Regions from separate parts of the Rattus norvegicus genome. Here region 2 is linked to region 1. The links are chromatin contacts, called in public Hi-C maps. All regions are on one chromosome and are shown on one strand. Each heading gives the region's core, a stretch centred on a gene start, on an enhancer-like site or on the middle of the called end of the contact. The rest is flanking DNA. Distances are from core to core; before and after follow the strand shown.

Region 1 (5,012 bases), core at 1,459-3,958:
GACATAGAACCAGCCAGCTCACCTCCCACCCATTTTGAGACAGGGTCTTGCTCCCTGCTTTGTATGCCTGAAACTTCCTGGGCTCCTCTCCCCTTCCCATCTCTCTGAGTACTAAGATTACAGGTGAGCACACTACTGTGTGGGTTCTGGGGGTTCAATCCTCTTGCCTTACACCTGCCTGGCAAGCACTTGCCCCCTAAATCTTTTTTTTTTTTTTTTTGGTTCTTTTTTTTTCGGAGCTGGGGACCGAACCCAGGGCCTTGTGCTTCCTAGGTAAGCGCTCTACCACTGAGCTAAATCCCCAGCCCCGTTGCCCCCTAAATCTTATCTCCCTCCCCACTCCTTTAGATTTAAGTCCTAGCTCAAGGATGCCTTTGAACTTCTTCCTCACCTGCTTCTAGCTCTGAGTTCTGGGACTGAGGCCTGTCCCACCACAGCCAGTTCACAGGAGTCTGGAGATCTAACTCGGGGCTTCATGCATACTAGGCAAGCACTCAACTCGGTGGGGATGACCCCTCCCCCACTCCCCGAATCCACTTTTGACTTTAGAGACAGCTTCCTAACTCCAGCCTGAATGAACCAGGCAGAAATATTCTCGAACGTGGGTGTTCTCTGCTGGATTCTGCTGTGAGCACAATTCCCAGGAAGTGTTTCCTGGAACCATACAGAAGGGCCTTGTGGACACAGGGAAGAGGAAGCTAATCACAGGACAGGATGTGGTAGGGTGGGGTTTGGAGGGGGTGGTGTTGGGAGGTCACGGTGCTGTCTGCTGTCGACACACACACAGTCAAGGGTCTGTGTGCACATGTGTGCGTGTACATGAGTGTAGAGGGAGAGGTCACCTTCTCTTGTTCTTCACCTTAGTTTTTGAGACCAGATCTCTCACTGAACCCAGTGCTCACCAGTTGGCTAGACTGACTGACAACGCCTGTCTCCCTCTCTGCTACAGTTAGGGACTATGTGAGGCTACACCCAGCTTTTTAGAATGTGATGTTAGGGATCCAAACTCAGGTCGTTCTGCTTACAGCAGGTCCTTGGATGCCTGAGGGTTAGGAGTGTGTGTGTGTGTGTGTGTGTGTGTGTGTGTGTGTGTGTGTGAAGGATGTATTGTGTGTGTAGTGTGTGTGTGTGTATGTGTGTTGTGTGTGTTCTGTGTGTGTTTATGTGTGGTGCGTGTCTAGTTTGTGTGTGGGGGTATGTGGGATGTATGTGGTGTGTGTGTGTTTAGTGTGTATGTGGTGTGTGGGTAGTGTGTATGGGGAGTATGTGTGGGATGTCTCTGGGGTGTGTGTGTAGTGTGTGTGGGGGATGTATGTGGGGTATGTGTGTAGTGTATATGTGTATATGTGTAGTGTGTGTGTGTGTAGTGGGGGGAATGTGTGGGATGTATGTGGGGTGTGTGTGTATGCATGTGTGTGTCCACATACTATTGTCCTTTTTAGACACATGAGGAAGCTGAGGCCCAGATGATTTTCCAAGTCTCACAGAGCATCATGACAGGCTGAAGGCAAAGCTACCATTTTCTGAATGTGGTCTTCACTGGTGGTCAGGGTCACCTCCATTTACAGACTCCTCCTCCCATCCTTCCTCCCGTCCGTCTGTCTCCCCTCTCACTCACGCAGTTCCCATCTGCCCATTCACCTCAGAATCCACCCATCCACCCATCTATCCATCCATCCATCCATCCATCCATCCATCCATCCACTTACACACGGCCTCAATTCACTATCTCCAGACACCCGCCCACCTCACATTCTACCCATCTGTTCCCCTATCCATCCACCTGTCCATCCATCCACCCATCCATCTTCCCAGGTGCCCACCCACTCACCACCCATCCAGCCATCCTTCCCCACCTTTTGCCTGTCTATGTTTCTCCCCACCCTCATCCATGCATTCTGATTTTATTTCACAACCATTCTGTGCCTCAACCCTGTGACTCCCATTCAGAACATTCCTTGGTGAGTGAGATGCCAATCCTGGACCTCACTGGATGGACACCACCTTCTCCCAGTTTCACACCCACTCTGCCTGGTCCCAGAGAAGCTACATCTAGGGGACGGGAAGTCCATGCAGCCACCTTCCCCAGCACATCTTCCTTGGGTGGGGACTGAACTCTGGTTTCCCTTTCTCTGAGGGGGGCACTGGACGCCTGAGAAGTTGGGTGGTCATGATCATCGGTGTCCTGTGGGTGGACGGGAATCTTTGGGAGAGATAGCAGCCTCTGTCATAAAAGTGGTTAGAAAGCTGCAGGGAAGAGGGAGCAGGCAGGAGAAAGGGCAATTTCTTGGGGTACCCACCACATACCCCATAAGGCTGTTCCTCTCTTCATGACCCTGGAGCCCCGGCAATTCTATACCAGTGTTCTAGCCCCCTGAGCACTCTTCTCCGATGAGAGGGCTGAGGCTCAGAGAGGGCCAGCAACTTTCCCAAGGCTACACAGCTCTCACTACAGATCTGAACACCAGCTAGGCCAAAGTTTGGAGCCTTCCCCATATCTCCTCTCCCTAAATATGTCCCTTCAAGGTGAGGAAGGAGAAACTGCCCTTCTCTGCCTGTTGGGCAGCACTTAAAGCTGTATTTGGTCTATTAATGCCTGGCCCTCTTGGCTTCCAGCAGGGGTCCTGCTACTCAGCTCCTGGCCTAGCCTGGTTTTACCCCAGGCTTCAAAATGAGTCCAGGCCCAGAGCGGGGCTGCAGCTCTGCAAGCTGGCTGGGGAGGCACGAGCGAGGCTGTCAGCAGCGTTCCCTCGTCAGCGCCGGCCCCAGCCTCCCCGCTTAAAGATCGCCTCGGGCGCTCTCTTAAAGACGCGAATGCTGCTGCTGACATTTGGGAGATCCTGGCAGCCGATCAAACCCAAGCTGAAAATCGGAGCTGCGGGGAGGGGCGGGCACCAGGCGCGGGACCCGAATGCCTGGGCCTGCCAGAGCCAAGGGCGCCAGCGTTAGTGCAGGTCTTGGCTGAGGCTATACCTGCCCACTGGCCCAGCCCATCTGGGTGCTCTCCTGGAAGAGGACAGAGCCAGGGAGGAGGGAGGAGGGAGGAGGGAGGAGGGAGGAGGGAGGAAGATGGGGAAGAAGGAAGAAGTGGGGAGACAGCAGAAAGCCAGGAAGGAAGTGAGTGGAGGGTGTGGGTGGAGAACACCTAAACTTCCTACTTCTGCCCCAGTCGCCCCAGTCATGAGCCCTGACAAATAACTAGGCCTCTCAGCCAAACCCAAAGCCCTGAGTGAAGAGTTAGGCTCCACACAAAGGGACGGAAGTCCCGGTGTATGTGTAGGGTGTCCAGAGCTGTGCCCTCCAGAAGTAAGGAGGGAGGGGCTCTAGGGAAACTAAGAAACCAGAGGAAGGGTCAACACAGGACTGGCTGTCAACAAATATCGAGTTCCTTGGGTCACCCTGTCCTTGTGTAATGCCCATCCCCCCTACACTATACATCGTTCACCCAGCCACTCCTCCATGGATCTCGTCTATGCTCTGGGCGAAACAACGGCTCCTCTGCTCTCAGGCTTCTGTGTGTCTAACGCACTGTCATCTGTGCCCTTGCCCACTAGTCCTCAGAGCCTAGCCATCCCTCCAGCAGCCACATCCACCTATGTCCCGCAGGACCAGTCAGAGGGTATCTTTCCAAGGAGGAAAGCCGGTGCACCCCAGTGTGGGGGTCAGTGAAGTAGGAGACACCCAGGTCAGTCAGTGTGAGAGGGTGGGTGCTCTTAGAGGCCAGCCTGAATGCCCTGGAACACTAGAGAAGGTCAAGGGCCGGACCTTTAGATGCCTGATATCCACCCTCCAGAAAGGCACCATTCTGCTCTTACCCCCTCACACTCCCCCACTGCACTGTCAAGCACATGTGAAACACACACACACACACACACACACACGCACACACGCACAGCCTTACAGACCCCTGTGCAGGCTTTGATTTCTATGGATTTGGGCCTTTGGGGATCAAAGCTGTACCTTCTTCTTGGTGTCCTGACCAATAGTACCTAAGGCTCAAAAGAGGAAAAGAGGGAGGGAGGGAGGGAGGGAGGGAGGGGGAGAGAGAGAGAGAGAGAGAGAGAGAGAGAGATCTCCAGTACACCCACACAATCTCTTTCCCTTTGTCTCCCTTTTCTTTTTTTTTTTTTTTTCTTTTTTTTTTTTTCTTTTTTTTTTTTTCCGGAGCTGGGGACCAAACCCAGGGCCTTGCACTTCCTAGGCAAATGCTCTACCACTGAGCTAAATCCCCAACCCTGTCTCCCTTTTCAAACAGCTCCTTGTGTCCAGTGTCACCTGTACCTGTGGCTCTGCCCCCATCATGTTTCGATCATGTCCACTCCCGCTCCCTGTGAAGCCTCTGGACACTGATTGTGGAGCGGACCTTCCTCTGCCCTTCCCCAGTCTCTGGGCCTGAACCCCCACACACCACTGTTCCTTCTGAAATATAACGTAGACAGCTATGTTCCCCCATTGCCCTCTGGATAGGGTCTTACACATCCCATCTTGGCCTGTGCGACCCTTCCCAAACTGGCCGATGGTTGACATCTCTGGGCTCCTGTAAAAAAAGGGTCCATCAAGTTCATGGCTTTCCACAGTAAATCCACAAAGCCATAGTCCCAGCTGAACTGCTGGGCGATCTTGGCCAAAAGCCCAGAAAATTCTGGAGTCTTCGATTCTCTGCTCATTCCTCCCCTTGACTCTACTTAGGCCCCATGAGCCTGGTCGCAATCCCAAGCTCTCTACGCCCTGTCTAACATCAGGCCCCCAGGAAGAGAAATATCAGTAGGGCTATAAGAATATTCTAGTTTCCCACCCCCAGACCTTTCCTGCTCAGTCTAGCTCTTTGTATGCGGTATTTGTGCCTTAAAACAAAGCCGACTGTTTGGCCTCTTTTTCTGCCTACAAAACGTTTTCACTCATTTCATGGCCGCAGAAAAATCTCCTTCCGGTCGCCACATTCTCAGAAACGCAGTCCCTGGCCCTGACTCAGAATTGGATTGGAGCTGGAGGCTGTCTCCCTGCTGGCTCCA
Region 2 (4,934 bases), core at 1,414-3,913, 110 kb before region 1:
CTTGGCACTCACATAAATCGGGGAAGCCCAACTTGTGGTTGTATTTTGCACATGTGTGTGCTTCAGAGTACAATTTCAGCTAATAGACTTGAGAGCTCTTGTACCTACTAGGACTAGCAGTGCTGACTTATTGTCATCGAGACAGAGTCTCGTGAATCCCAGGCTGACCTACACAACTCACTATGTAGCCAAGGATAACCTCGAAATTCTGATCTTCCTGCCTCCACCTCCCAGCTGCTAGAACTACAGGCGTGCCCTGCACCCCGGCTTCTGGTTATTTTGATTGCCGAGAAAATTGAGGCAAAGGGTGGTTGCCAGTGGTCAGAATGCTCCAGAAACTCAAGAACAGGCCGAGTACTGTGGCCATAGCCCATAGCATCAGGACATGTGCTTTCTCAGTTTCTCCCGTCAGAGGTAGCCTCTGGTGATACAGGAAAAGCGCCCAGCCCCGAGAGATTCCCTCCCTCTAAGCCTTGCAGATTCTTGGCATCCTGGGCCCATTGTGGGGTGGGGTAGGAGTAGGACTGTGGCAGAGATCAGCTTTGTGGCATAGCAGAAACAGTCACAGGGAGGTAGTTTTAAAACCCAGGACTTCTCTGGAGGCAACCGACAGGCACTGGGGAGCCTGTGGTTGCCATGGAGACAGGGCTCTGTCTAGCCTTGCCAGCCAGAGGAAGGAGAGAGGGTGGGGGCATATCAGTATGCCCCTCCCTGGGGGAGGGGACAGGGAACTCACTCTGCTCTCTCTCTTCTAGTCCGGCAGAATATCTTACCGAGCGAGCAGACGGCTTTGCCAGCTGTATCTGTGTCAGAGCGAGTGCTTGGGAGTGTTGGGAGATGGTTGGACAGTCTGCCCAGAGCCCTTCAACCCAGGGTCCAAGACACCGCGGCTAGCTCCTCATGCTGGAACTGCCCCCGCGAGTGAGGCTCTGGGTAGAGAAAGCAGGAGGGTTGTGGTCTAGGTCCTCCGGGGACGAAGTGCAGATGGGCCTGGAACTCAGGGTCGAAAAGCTATAGGCTCCTCTCCCCTCACCAGGTCAGCTCAGGAACCACAGCTCTACCTTTCTGAGGATGCCACCGTGAGCAGCCGCCTACCCTTCATCTCCAGGGCCACCGCCCCAAGGCCAAGGGGAGGCCTAAGAACCTTCCTGGACACCCCTAACAATCCGGAGCAGGTGGGCAAATCGCCCTGTCCCGGGAGCCAGAAGCTGGTGAGCAGCCCAGGGCAGCTGGCCAGCAGAAGCACCAGCCCTCAGTGACTCTGCAGGGGAGCCTCTCTGTTGGATTTGTGTGGCCTGGCCTCCCTCGGTGTGGAGCGGAGGGGGAGGAAGTCCTTGAGCCTGGCTAGTGAGTGGGTGGGCTGTGCTTCAGTCTAGACCAACTGCAGGGAGGGACCACCTGCCGCCACGCCCCACCCCCGGGCCCCGGGGACCTGTCTCCTCCCACCTGGGCTCCCAGGGAACCTGTCTGCTCCCCGTCTCCTCCCTGGGCTCCCCTCAGCAGTGCCTTGCTCCCTCTAGGAATCCTTTCTGCCCAGTTTGGTGCTGCAGACCGTTCTAAAGCAAGGCCGCCCTAAGGGCTACCAGCTCCTTCTGCCGACCACAAACCGGCAGCAGGCTCACAGGTGAATGCCTGCCAGAGGCCCCCCTGCTCAGAAGTGTACCCATGCCAGGCAATGAGGAGAGTGCTTCTTCGCCCCACAAATAAACACACCTCCCAGGTGGCTGGGATGGATCACTAGGTCCTCCAGTATGAGCCATTCTGGGTGCCTGATTGGGGACCACTTGGATTCCTGGGTGGGGGAGATTAGGGCGGATTCACAGCTGGGATGAGGCTGGTGATATGGGGGGGGACAGGGCACCCGAGGGGCTCAGCTTGTCCTAAGGGATGCTTTCCCAAGGGGTGGGGGGCACTCACTACACAACCTCAAACCTAAATCAACCCATACCTGAAGCAGACCCCCAGCCATGACCTCAGCCTAGGAGAGTGGATAAACAACTTGTCTTTAGCGCCAGAGGCTTCTCTGCCCAACTTTTAGTAGAGGGTATGGGTATCTAGACCCCAGCCCAGGAAAAAGAGGCCTGTGTATGGGTAATTCTTAGTCCTTTTAGCCTGATGCAGTTCAGATCCACATGGGGAAGTGGCCTGAGTCAAGGTGGCAGGCGCCTCCTAGCATTTATCTGCTGCACTAACCTAGACACTGACATACACCCAAGTGCCCCATCACTCCATGTCCCAACCCCTGGGGGAAGCCTGGGAGCCAGCCCTCCCTCTTTGGAGTTTCACCTTGTTCTTGCGCTCTGGCCAGGTCTTTATCGCCACCTGCTGGCCCTTGAAGAAACGGCTCGGACTCGGCGCGGAGTGGAGTCTAACTGGGAGGACCGAATGCTGGGGGTTTGGGCTGGACTGGGCCGGTCATCTTAGGGACCAGATGGGCTGGGGATGATGAAGGGCTGAAGAAAGGTAGATCCGGACCCGGTATGCGACGCGATGCGTCAACGTCATCTGCGCTGGGCTGGAGCGGGCCTCGGTCCCTTTCTGGGCTTTCAGGCTGAGACCCAGGACGTGGAATTCTGGAGTGCTGCGCACCGCGGGTGCGGGTTCTGCCTCTGTTTCCCCGGCCGCCTGCAGCGCCGCGCCGCACCGCGCGGGGGCAGTGTTGGCCTGGCTTTGCGCCGCGAAACTTCAGCTCTAGTCCGGTGTTGAAAACTTTCCCTTAGGCAGTGCTCGCTGTGATCCCTGAATCCTGGGTTCTGCGCTCCCCACTGTGGGGAACTCGGCCTCCAGTCTGCAACCGGGAGACCTGACCTTCACGGAGAGGCTGGTAACGCACAGAACAGACCCATGCAAGGAAAAAATCTTGGAGGTCGAAGTAGGACACACCACAGAGACCCCACACACAGAGGACAGCACATACTCACCACCACCTGGAGACCCCACACACAGGGAGAACACACAGACAGGCACACCATACGACACCAATAGAGACCCCACACACGTAGAAAACCATACCACAGATGTTCACAGCAGACACAGTCCAGGTACATAACACACACTGTATATACAACATGTACAGATACCACACATGGAGAAGCACACACCACACACACACACACACACACACACACACACACACACACAACTGATACACATGGACACAGGCACACATGTAACAACACATCATACACATGGAAAAACAGACACAAAGAGGTACTCGCACACATACCACATAAACACAGATACACACAGCACATGATACATGGGACCATACACATGGCACACAGACGTCCTCCCACACGGGGAAGCCAGGCATACTTACCCCAGAAAGAATGCACACACAGCCCATTCCACACACAGAGGTAACACACTTCAGAGCTTGTGTTGCACACTGAAGTATGTACCATGGACCTCTGGAGGACCAGGGTCCTAGAGGACTTCAGAAGTGTCATCAGCCTACACCCACAACATGGCAGTTCGTGTGGTGCCTGAACTTAGGTGACCAAGAAGGGGCTGGGAATGCTGAAACTGGGAAAAGACCCCTTTCAAACAACCTAGGTCTTTCCTCAGAGTGATTCCATTCTCCTTCCCAGAGCCTGTACTGAACCTTTTTGTCTGGATGGTTGAGCAGGGCCTCACTGTGGACCTGGTCTGTGATCACTCTGTGATCACTCCAGGCTGGCCTGGAACTCAGAGATCTGCCCGCCTTTGCCCACCTCAGTGTTAGGATTAAAGTGTGTGCCACCATGCCTGCCATGCCTCGTGGGGCCTTTAAAGGTGGCCCCCAGGCACAGGGGAGCTGGGGGAAAATCCTAGCTTTGGGTCCCTTTCCAGTAGCATAGTGGGTGTGGTAGCCGTGTACCATGTGCTTTAGGGCTGGTCTGTTCCTCTCCCGGGTGAGGCCTTCCCAACTCTCTCATCTCCCTGATCACCACCACAGACTATATCTCTTGGGCCAAGTCAAGTAGGGCATGGGAACTAGGCTCGTTGACAGATGCAGGGTGTCCCCACTCTGACAGGAAGCCCTGCCCCTTTCTCTGGAATGTTCTCTGCCTTGTGAGTCTTTGTACCCTGGTGGTGACTCATTAGCCCTAGAAGTGAGGGCTGCTGCTTACACTGCCATGTGTGAGGAGCTGGGTCTGGTCCCCACAGTGTGGGCAGGAGAGATGGCTCAGTGGTTAAGAGCACTTGCTGCTCTCTCAGAGGTCCTGGGTTTGGTTTCCAGCACCCACATCAGTTCACAACTGCCTGTACCTTCTCTTCTGGACTCTGCAGTAACTTCACTCACGTTCATTCACATGCGTGCATGCTCACGGGCACATTTGCATGTGCACACACAAACACAATTTTAAAAAAAAATTTTTTTTTTTCCCTGACGGTGTCACATTATGTAGCTCTGGTTGTCCTGGAACTCACTCTACAGACCAGGCTGACTTTGAACTTAGAGATCCTCTTGCCTCCGCCTCCCGAGTGCTGAGAGATTGAAGGTGTGCGCAGCTGTGCTTGGCTTTAAAAATAAGCCCTGGAGGGGTTGGGGATTTGGCTCAGTGGCAGAGCGCTTGCCTAGGAAGCGCAAGGCCCTGGGTTCGGTCCCCAGCTCCGAAAAAAAAACCAAAAAAAAAAAAAAAAAAAAAAAAAAAGCCCTCGAAAGAGGGAGAGTGAGACAGCTGGAATTCGTGGCACATGGGTTTAATCCCAGCACTTGAGAGGTAGAGGCAGGAGGATCTCAGAGTTCGAAACCAGCTTGGTAGTCTGCGAAGTTCTAGGTAACCAGAGCACCCCAAGACCAGAGAGACAAAGACTGAGCCATACTCAGTTTCCTGCAGCCACCAGGCCTCATTTGTACACTGGGTTTCTTAGAAACCACGCTCAGGAGAGCCCGTTCTGGGAAGCTGAGGACCAGAGAAATCTGACCCATTTTCAGCTCAGTTACACAG

The links. A called contact is a pair of places that touch in the nucleus more often than the background predicts.
Region 2: a contact with region 1 is called in a Hi-C map of the A7r5 cell line, with 9 times the contacts expected there. The contact joins two enhancer-like sites. A contact is called at or near these places in 1 of 12 Hi-C or Micro-C datasets (the A7r5 cell line) and 1 of 1 datasets of contacts at active chromatin or transcription factors (oligodendrocytes).

What each region holds. Positions count from the first base shown.
Region 1 is chr3:34,362,552-34,367,563 of GRCr8, reverse strand. No RefSeq gene overlaps it. Among named protein-coding and RNA genes, the nearest start is that of C3h9orf50, 120 kb to the left of the region's middle. Within about 2 kb of position 2,708, at least 30 of the 93 cell types and tissues checked have an H3K27ac peak or open chromatin away from gene starts, as enhancers often do. A contact at or near this core is called in the A7r5 cell line, where this site is marked.
Region 2 is chr3:34,475,325-34,480,258 of GRCr8, reverse strand. C3h9orf50 (similar to human chromosome 9 open reading frame 50) reads left to right here. Exons shown (of 6, transcript NM_001100979.1): 4 at 756-921; 5 at 1,037-1,211; 6 at 1,521-1,734. The coding sequence ends at 1,628. Among named protein-coding and RNA genes, the nearest start is that of C3h9orf50, 7.0 kb to the left of the region's middle. Within about 2 kb of position 2,663, at least 35 of the 93 cell types and tissues checked have an H3K27ac peak or open chromatin away from gene starts, as enhancers often do. A contact at or near this core is called in the A7r5 cell line, where this site is marked.